Linked DNA regions of Mus musculus: region 1 is linked to region 2. Evidence: chromatin contacts called from public Hi-C data. All regions are on one chromosome and are shown on one strand. Each heading gives the region's core, a stretch centred on a gene start, on an enhancer-like site or on the middle of the called end of the contact. The rest is flanking DNA. Distances are from core to core; before and after follow the strand shown. Region 1 holds the start of Xist (inactive X specific transcripts). Region 2 holds the start of Eif2s3x (eukaryotic translation initiation factor 2, subunit 3, structural gene X-linked).

What was found. A called contact is a pair of places that touch in the nucleus more often than the background predicts.
Region 1: a contact with region 2 is called in a Hi-C map of CD8 T cells, with 5 times the contacts expected there. The contact joins the promoter of Xist here to the promoter of Eif2s3x in region 2. A contact is called at or near these places in 2 of 484 Hi-C or Micro-C datasets (CD4 T cells and CD8 T cells).

Annotation. Positions count from the first base shown.
Region 1 is chrX:103,480,311-103,485,140 of GRCm38.p6, forward strand. Xist (inactive X specific transcripts) reads right to left here and starts at 2,923. Exons shown (of 8, transcript NR_001570.2): 1 at 1-2,923. It also overlaps Tsix and the pseudogene Gm14861.
Region 2 is chrX:94,209,882-94,214,824 of GRCm38.p6, forward strand. It overlaps Eif2s3x (eukaryotic translation initiation factor 2, subunit 3, structural gene X-linked), which reads right to left and starts at 2,770. Exons shown (of 12, transcript NM_012010.3): 1 at 2,684-2,770; 2 at 1,838-1,901. The coding sequence starts at 2,752.

The sequences.
Region 1 (4,830 bases), core at 1,673-4,172, 9.3 Mb after region 2:
CTGGGGCAGGGGCAGGGGCTGGGGCTGGGGCAGGGGCTGGGGCTGGGGCTGGGGCAGGGGCTGGGGCTGGGCCTGGGGCTGGGGCAGCAATAGCAGCAGCACTATTTGCTGAGTCTTGAGGAGAATCTAGATGCCATAAAGGCAAGAACACACAGAAAGTTGAAATGTAGGCCTTAATATTACTATTATAACAGTAAGTCTGATAGAGGACACAGAGCATTACAATTCAAGGCTCTTGCTGACAAGTAAAACCATTAGTCAATATAGCATCAACAATAGCAACAAAAGCAAAGCCTGAACTGGTATAGAACCTCAAATACTCCTGACATCCAGTCATAATGTTCACTTTACATTAACAGTATCTGTGTTATAAGACTTAAAAATTTGAAGAGTAGCTCGGTGGATGAGTTTGAAAGAAAGTACATTTAAGTGCCAAGTAATTTGAGTATCATCTGCCAAAAAAATTATTGAAAACTTTAAGGACTCCAAAGTAACAATTCACTAAAGGTAATTAAAATGAATTCAACAAGTAAGCAAATCGTAAATACATTTTGAAAACAATCACTTCGGTTTTAAATTCAAACACTAGCAAAGCACACTATCAGACGTGTCGTTGGCATCCAAAATATTCATTGAAATCAAAATGCAACCCCAGCAATAGTCATGGGGTAGATTTTGGAAGAAGGTAGGATTCTACCTCTTCACCAGTGATTTGTGATCCACTATGACTCTGGCCAAAGTCACCACTTATACCCAGTAGGCTTAGAGAACCGCTTGAGATCAGTGCTGGCTAAATCAGAGGCCAAGGTGTAAGTAGACTAGCCACTGAACAATACAAAGGAATGGAACGGGCTGAGTTTTAGTTTGCACCGCCACGTATAGAGCACTGTAAGAGACTATGAACGCAAGCGGATGAGTCAAATGTCCTTGAAATGGCCTTAGATACTTTTCTTTCTTTTAATAGGTGAGGTTTCAATGATTTACATCGACCAAGAACCCGCAGCCTCGGTCTCTCGAATCGGATCCGACATCATCCAACACTTCAGTGTTAGAATTGCAAGCATGCGCTCTCCCGACCTGGGCAGGCACTTCGAAAAAATGATGACTAAAGACACACGTGAAGTACCAAGCGAAACTCACGTCCTTATGGGACAGTGACTCATCACAGTCTAATTCCATCCTGGCCACCAAGCAATAATGCACATTTCTAACTGGAAGTCAAGCAAACACCAACACTTTCACACTTGTGCCCATTTCTGACGAGTTACGTCAAGTGGCAACCAACACTTCCACTTAGCCTTGCCTCAGCTTCGAGTGGCACAAGGTAGGACCAACCACACCCTACCATAATGCACCAAGTGTACCCTCGGGCAAAGCCCGCCAAGTAGCTAAAGCCCGCCAAAAAAAAAATCACTGAAAGAAACCACTAGAGGGCAGGTCACATGACTTCCGCCATCTTAGACACATTCAAGAGCATGTGCCACCTCTCCAGGCTAACTCAGACATGAAGCTGACATGTGACACACAAAGCCCTTTGCGTTATACCGCACCAAGAACTTGAGCCGCCATCTTTTCCTGTACGACCTAAATGTCCTATAATCCATTGCTACACACCAGAACAAAGATTGGGCTGTCGAGCCTCGGGTGGAGCCCCCGAGCCGCCATTTTATAGACTTCTGAGCAGCCCTTAAAGCCACGGGGGACCGCGCCAGGGGTCCATATGCACACACACCCTGCCCAATCCCCACACCCACGCTGAGCCCTATCCCCTAGTCCTCTGCGGCTTCCGCGCAACACCGCACACTAATACGAGCACTCCTTGGCTTTCTACTTCCGGCTAGCACAACCCCGCAAATGCTACCACAAATCAAGGCGAATCCCGCAACCCCGCACATATAAAGAAAGCCTTTAGCTAGCGCAGCGCAATTGGTTGCTTTTATCCAGTCCGCTGTGCTCCTCGGTGTCCTAATTCTTGGCGTAACTGGCTCGAGAATAGCCGTATCACGCAGAAGCCATAATGGCGGACGCGGGCTCTCCACGCCCTGAACACCCACTCAGTTTAAGAGCAAAGTCGTTTTTCTAAGCCATAGGTTCACTCACACAGCACCAAACGATCAGCAGCAACAGTACACGCAAATAAGAGGCATAGATATTCCAGGTAGTGCAATAACTCACAAAACCATATTTCCATCCACCAAGCGCCCCGTTGGGCCGTGAAAAAAAAAATTTAAAGCAGGTATCCACAGCCCCGATGGGCAAAAGAAAAAGAAAAAAAAATAATAACAGCAGGTATCCGAGGCCCCGTTGGGCATGGGAAAAAAAGACTAAACGCAGGTATCCGAGGTCCCGATGGACCGAGAAAGGTTTTTTTGTTTTTTTTTTTTTTTTTACAAAAAGCAGGTATCCATGGCCCCGATGGGCTAAGGAGAAGAAAAAAAGAATAAAAGCAGGTATCCACAGCCCAGATGGGCAAGTTTAGAAAAAAAAATAATAAGAAAAAAAAAGAATGAAAAGGCAGGTAAGTATCCAAAACCCCGTTGGGCATGGAATGGCGGGGAGGACACACAGGTATCCGTGGCCCCGATGGGCAAGAATATATAAACAATGAAAGAAAGGTAAGTCCACCATACACACACAAGTATCAACCAAAAGGCACAACAAAGAAATATTCCTTAAAAATGAAAAATTGACTGAAAATATTACAAATATCAAAAAGTATGGAGGACATGTCAAAAAAAAAATCTTACCAGAACATATCAAAACGTCAAAAATCTCGTGGAATTTTGATATGTTTTCTTAAATAAGCCATAAGGCTTGGTGGTAGGGGAACTAAAAATGTTCCCCCAAAGCTCCTTAGATGGAGAGAAACCACGGAAGAACCGCACATCCACGGGAAACGAGCAAACATGGCTGGAGCAAGCCGTTGCACGCCTTTAACTGATCCGCGGCGCTGAAGGCGGAGAGACCAGAAGAGGAGTGGCCACAAAGATTGCAATTCTGACATCTTATTGGACCTTTAGGTCTAACTATATTATAAAAAAATTAAAATGAATAAAGATGGAGGTACGTAAGCTCAGTGACATGACGCGTGAATTTCATTATTTTGCGCGATAATGAAGGATTATCCTATTTTACAGCTAAAAACGTTTATGTAGAACTTCCACATAAACATTAAATAATGTACATTAGGTCACACACCTGTCTATGCAAAATTTCAATATATCTTCTACTTGGACAAACCATGTATCGCTCCGCGTCTTGGACACTAGAAGTTCTTCTGCATTAGTTGGCGACCTCAGATGAGGAGAGGAAAGGGTAGAAATGCCTCACAAAATGGCTCCTTGGTTCCTAAATTATCAGAGTATTAGTTGTGACCGATTTGGTGGGCTTACGCTCATAGTTTTGGGTCATTGGCATCTTAGTCTTTCTCTGGGAACCTGGTGACTCCATACCTTGGGACAAAAACGCACTGAAGTACGTTACTCGCTAGCAGTAATGAAAAATAATTCCTAAATGCCAAAGCAAAGCCTGAGGGAATAATAGCTCATTGGTATCTTACTCGCCCCAGAGACACTGCTAACTTAAAAGAACTGTCAAATTTTGTTAACTGTCAAACTATGAATATCCACATGAAAGAGATCAGACACCCTGGGTATTAGAAAATCAAAGGATATTGTTGTCTCGTTGATTCACGCTGACAAATAATTCACAGTCTGTTCTAAGTTCCCTTTAGGCGTCCCATGAATAATAAAGGACACAAAATTGGTTTGCTTATGGACGATCAAAGTGCCAGCAATTCACTAATCTTACTATTGAGGTGGTTCAGGTAGGGATGGAAAAATATCTGCTACAAAATAAACTGTTTCAACAAAAGAAAAACAAATTAACAAGTAAATAAATGATGCACACAGACTGAATAAACCAGCAGGTGGCAGCATGAATCTTTCCAAGGCATCTGAAGCCAAACTTGGAGTGCAAAAGGATTCCTATCTGAATTGAGAAGTAAAGGTTACTTTGTCTAACTTTAGTTGACAGAGCGATCAGGATCAGAGTAACAAGCACACCAAAAGCATCACCAGTGAGAAGTCACATAGGACATATTAGGGAAAAAAGACCCAAGGAAGGGCTCTTCACAGCTAAGAGCACCTGGCTCCACGATGGATATGGCTTTGTATAAACGAGAACTTCTAAATGAGCTGTACAAAGAGAATTTAGAACTTGCGAGGTACTGGTCACAGATTATGCAAGCCAGTGTATCATTTTTGTGGGGATGCTAGAGAGAATCATCAAATTAAAGAGTTAAATTTAGTCTCTGTGTTTTACTTAGTCCCAATTCTTGCAAACCTCATCATTCTTTCTCACACCGTGTACATCAAGGTATGTCAGGTTTCGGGGACACTTTTTAGTCTTATCACAAGAAAGCATGAAGGGATATGTGCTAAAACTCAGTTCCTGGGCTGGAGAGATAGCTCAGTGGTTAGGAGTGCTGACTGCTCTTCCAGAGGGCCTGAGTTCAATTCTCAACAACTTCGTAGTGGCTCACAGTCATCTGTAGTGGGATCCGATATCTAACCTCTTCTGATGTATCTGAACAGTGACCGACAGTGTACTCACATTAAATAAATATTTTTCTAAAAAACACCTCCATTCCTGTACACTTAACTAGGTAATTTATTGCATATTCTTTGTTTGTTTGTTTGTTTTGTTTTTCAAGGCAGGTTTTCTCTGTATAGCCCCAGATGTCCTGGAACTCACTCTGTAGACCAGGCTGGCCTCGAAGTTAGAAATCCACCTGCCTCCACCTCCCAAGTGCTGGGATTAAAGGTGTGT
Region 2 (4,943 bases), core at 1,520-4,019:
CAGGAAAGAGATCACGGAATAAAGCCGGGGTTTGAAAGGGGTCAACATTATTGCTAGACTACTTCCTGCTAATTAGGGGCATCAAGGTCCAAGTTCCTTCGGGGAAGTTTGATCTTGTCGGACATCTAATTTCTTCGTTTCTAACAACTACTTAACAAAGCATGACCAACCAACGACTAACCCAGTCTCTCGGGGTCCTAGCATTTATCTACCCTCAGAAGGAAAAGTCCCCAGAATTCCAAATGGGACACAATTGCAGAAACTATCTGCTGCTAGCAAAATCCCACCTCTGCTACAGCAGAGTCCACTTCTGTGGATAAACTGAAGCAGCGTCATATCCCACACCTGGCATTAAATGAAAAGCATAAGTCTTTAAAATATTTCTGTAGCTGGGCGAGGCGGGGCACGCCTTTAATTCCAGCACTCAGGAGGCAGAGGCAGGCGGATTTCTGAGTTCAAGGCCAGCCTGGTCTACAAAGTTCCAGGATGGCCAGGGCTATACAGAGAAACCCTGTCTCCAAAAACAAAAAAAAATTTTCTGTGATTTTTTTAAAAAAAAGAAAATAAATTCCTAAACTGTCATCATGACAATGACTCAACAGGTAAAAGCACTTGTCACAAGTGCCTTAGGACCAGATTCCAATACCTAGAACCTATAGGAAAGGGAGAGAACCAATTCCTAAAAGTTGTCCTGCTTTCCACACATTATAAATCTTCTCAGGCCCGGCGGTGGTGGTGCACGCCTTCAATCTCAGCACTTGGGAGGCAGAGGCAGGCGGATTTCTGAGTTCAAGGCCAGCCTGGTCTACAGAGTGAGGTCCAGGACAGCCAGAGAAACCCTGTCTCGAAAAAAACCAAGCTTCTCAGACCAGTTTTAGTAGAGTATATACTTGGGAGTAAGAAGCAGGATTTGAGGCCAGCCTGGACAATGCGGAGAGATGCAATAAAATTTAAAAGAGTAGTCCCAGCTCCTGGGGAGCAGAGGCAGTCTAAGAACTCACTTCAACTCTGAGTTTAAGCTTAGCTTGGTCTACAAAGTGAGTTCCTGGACAGCCAGGGCTATGTAGACAGACCTTATCTCAAACAAAAATTAAATATGTTTAAATGTTCACTTGAAATGTTGTTATCCTGACTGAAAAATTATTCATTTACATACTCTTCTACTAGTTCAAAACAACAACAAAACCCCTAAAATCACCCCCGAAACAAAACAAAAACACCAAAGATGTCAAGCACACAGCCATCATACTGTCATATTAGACAAACTCTGATACAACACACTCATAACCCTTGTATTCAGAAGTCTGAGGAGAAGGATTGCCTTGACTTAAAAGTCAGCCCAGACTTCATAGTGAATGCCAAGCTAGGCAGTCTCCCTAGAATAGCTAGCCGGAACACATAGCAAGCCTGTCTCACTTCCTCCCCAAATCCAACATCAAAAACCCAACCATACCCTATTCATACTCAAGCAATACCAATTCATACCTCAACAGTTCTAGGCGCCAATTAAGGGGGAGGAAAGAAGTGGACTTAATTATAGCTTATATATCAAATAAAACTGCCATAAACTATCCCGTATGGCAGCAAAGTGCATTTGTACCTCATAATTCACTACTCTATGATTACATACTACCTTGGACTATGAAACTTTTCTTTCATACATATCTCAAAAAAAAAAAAGTAGCAATATTTTGTTAGTAAGGGTACCACAGCATTCTTTTGACACACTGACCTACTCAGGACAATTTCCAAATAAATGTCCACATTACTCAATGAATTACATAAAAGAAAGGGTTAAAATTACTTGTAAGTCAAGTAAGTCTTCAAGCTATCTTACCAATATTAATTGTAGCTTGTCTGCTGATAACTTCATGTGAAAGTGGTGTCAACTTGGTAACATCCTGAAAAGAAATATATTGTAAAATATAATCAATACAAACCACAAGTTTTCCCTTGACTTTATATTCCTCGGGTACAACTGTATGCTCCGTATGAACAGCTCTCTTCTCCTGCTAAAGCCCCCCCCCCCCCCCCCCCCCCCGCCGGCAACATGCTGTTAAGACTGGGAAGACTATAATGACTATAGTGTCATTGTCACACTAAGACAAGTCCACTCACTAAGAGAGGTCTGGCGATGAAAGGCCACCAAATACTGGAGTCATAACAAGTCCTCAAATGTCTAACACAGTGAACAGTATAGTCCAATTTCCAATCCTTTACAGACTTAAACCTTAACAACTTTTTAACAGTCTCGTTAGTCTCATACTGGCCTCCAACCAGATATAGAGCCAAAAATGTCCTTTATCTTCTAATCTTCCTATTTTCATCTCCTAAGTGCTAGGATTACAGGCGTGCGCCTCTCCGGATGGAACTCAGGGCTGCGTGGATGCTAAGCATACACTCTACGCTATATTAATCATCTCCATTCTGTTTATTAACAAAGCTTAACTCCAGGAATTCCAAGTCTCACAATCGTTCCCCAGTTTGGGGACTAGACAAGGTACTGGCGGTAGAGCTGGCACGCACGCCTTGGACGCTAAGGCTTTAGCTGGCCCAGCTCTAGGATGGCTCCTTCAGCCCACGCTCCAGCCACCCAGGAACCACCTCATCTCCAGGCCCTCCGATGCTCCATTCCCACCCCCCAAGATCACTGGGCTGCTCCCGCCGCAAAGCCAGGGCCTACCAATGTGGCGAGATCCTGTCGGGAAAGATGGGGCTGACCGAGAGTCACTCCACCCTCACCCCCAGCCATCTTGCTCGGAGAGAAAAGGAAAATGCTCGGCAGCCGCCTGACATACCGTAGGCCCCTTGGGCGGAGCGAAGGGGAAGCGGCGGGAAGGCGGACTGCGGCATAGACCTGATGAAAATGATGGCGAATGCAGCACTGACCTGACTGCTCGGACTTCTCTCTGTTTGAATTTGCGCAGGAACGCCGGGCGACCTGACTCGAAAACAGGATACAAAGTTTCAGAACGTATCCGTCTCGGTCCTGTTGGATTTCTGTGCAGGCAAGACTCAGGGCAGCCCCAGGAAAGGCCCCTCGAGGGGAAGGTTATCGATGTGACACTGCGCAGCTCAGAACGGAGAAATCATTTCCGTTTCCTTTTGGAGGCGGGGGCTGGGAGCTGGCCGAAAAGACTTGCCGGCGTCTTTACATTTGGGTGTAAATCAGAAATGTCTCTTTTGTTTGATTCCATTGATTTATTTGTTTTCCCCATTTCTATAATCTACTAAAGCGATAGAGCTATATCAGCTCGGCGTTCTCTTCCGCCTTGCCGGAGCTCTGGACCGCACCGCGTGCTAGGCTGGCCACGCTCGACCGGAGCGGTCCCCAGCGAGCTCGCACAGAGCGCCCTCGCGCGGAGATCTGGGGAAGGGTTCGAGGATGAGATGATGGAGGAAGAGTCCAGTCCTCTCCGACCTCGCCCCCGCCCCTCACCTCCCCTACCCCTTGATCGCTAGAGAAATTTCTAAGGCCAGTGAGATGGTGTATGGTGACATTAGTCTGTATCCGCGTGAATGTAGCCTGGAAGCCGGGTGTCCACAGACTTTTTTTTTTCTGAAGCTGAATCTTGGAAACCCTCCATTAGACATCTTATTTTTCCTCTTGTGTTAAAAATAAGTGATGTTTAATGTGAGTGCTGGCTCCTACGTAATCTCCGCACTCAAGAGGCAGAAACACGAACTGGCTAACCTGGGCTGTGTATAAGGACGCTGTCTTAAAATTAAGGCTAAGGACATAGTTCTTAAGTAGTGGCAGGGTGCTGGAGAGATGGCTCAGAGGCTAAGAGCACTGACTGACTGCCTTTCCAGAGGTCCTGAGTTCAATTCCCAGCAACCACATGGTGACTCACAACCATCTGTAATGAGATAGAGTGCCCTCTTCTGGTGTGTCTGAAGACGGTGACAGCATATTCACATACATATGATAAATAATCTTAAAAAAAATAATGGTAGAAACCAAAATGCTAAAATGTAGTGTATTCTAATCTAGTAAAGGTATTTTATTTGACTTTACCTTTTTTTTTTTTTTTTTTTTTTTTTTTGGTTTTTCGAGACAGGGTTTCTCTGTATAGCCCTGGCTGTCCTGGAACTCACTCTGTAGACCAGGCTGGCCTCGAACTCAGAAATCCACCTGCCTCTGCCTCCCAAGTGCTGGGACTAAAGGCGTGCGCCACCACGCCTGGCTTTAACTTTACCTTTTGTTGTTTGAGACAGGGTCTCACTATACAGGACTTGTCTCTCAAGTGCTGGGGTTAAAGGTGTGAGCCACCATAGCTTCCCTCTTTAACCTTATACCTTTACCTTTTGATTTTATCTTATATTCAGTTTTTTTCATTTTACATTCTAAATAGCTATAGCAGTCAATTAAGGTATTTTTTCATAAAAATATGTAATGTTTGGCCAGGTAGTGGTGGCATATACCTTTAATCCCAGCACTAGGGAGGAGGAGGCAGGCAGATATCTGAGTTCGAGGCCAGCCTGGTCTACATTGGGATAACCAGGACTACACACAGAAACCCTGTCTTCAAAACCAAAAAAAATAAAAAAGTCTTTTGCTGTGTGTGCTGGGGTCCTCGTAATCTCAGCACTAAAAGCACTCAGGAGGCCCAGGCAGGAACTCAGAAAGACTGGGATACACTTCAGTCAATAGAGCATTTGTGAGGCCCTAGAGTCAATCCTTAATACCAAAGAAAGAAAGAAGAAAAAGAAAGTGGCAAGTCAGGCATAATAGCCAGCCAGGGCTATGCATAGAGAAAATTGCATAGAAAAAAAATGAAGTCCCAAAAAATCTTGATGAAGAAAATGATAATGGAGTTTTGTGCAGTGATGGTTATTCTTCCTTTGTGAATATACTAAAACCTAGGTAATTAGGAATTTTAACAGACTGAATCTCTAGATATGTGATTCATAGGACAATAAACTTTTAAATTCATTTATAC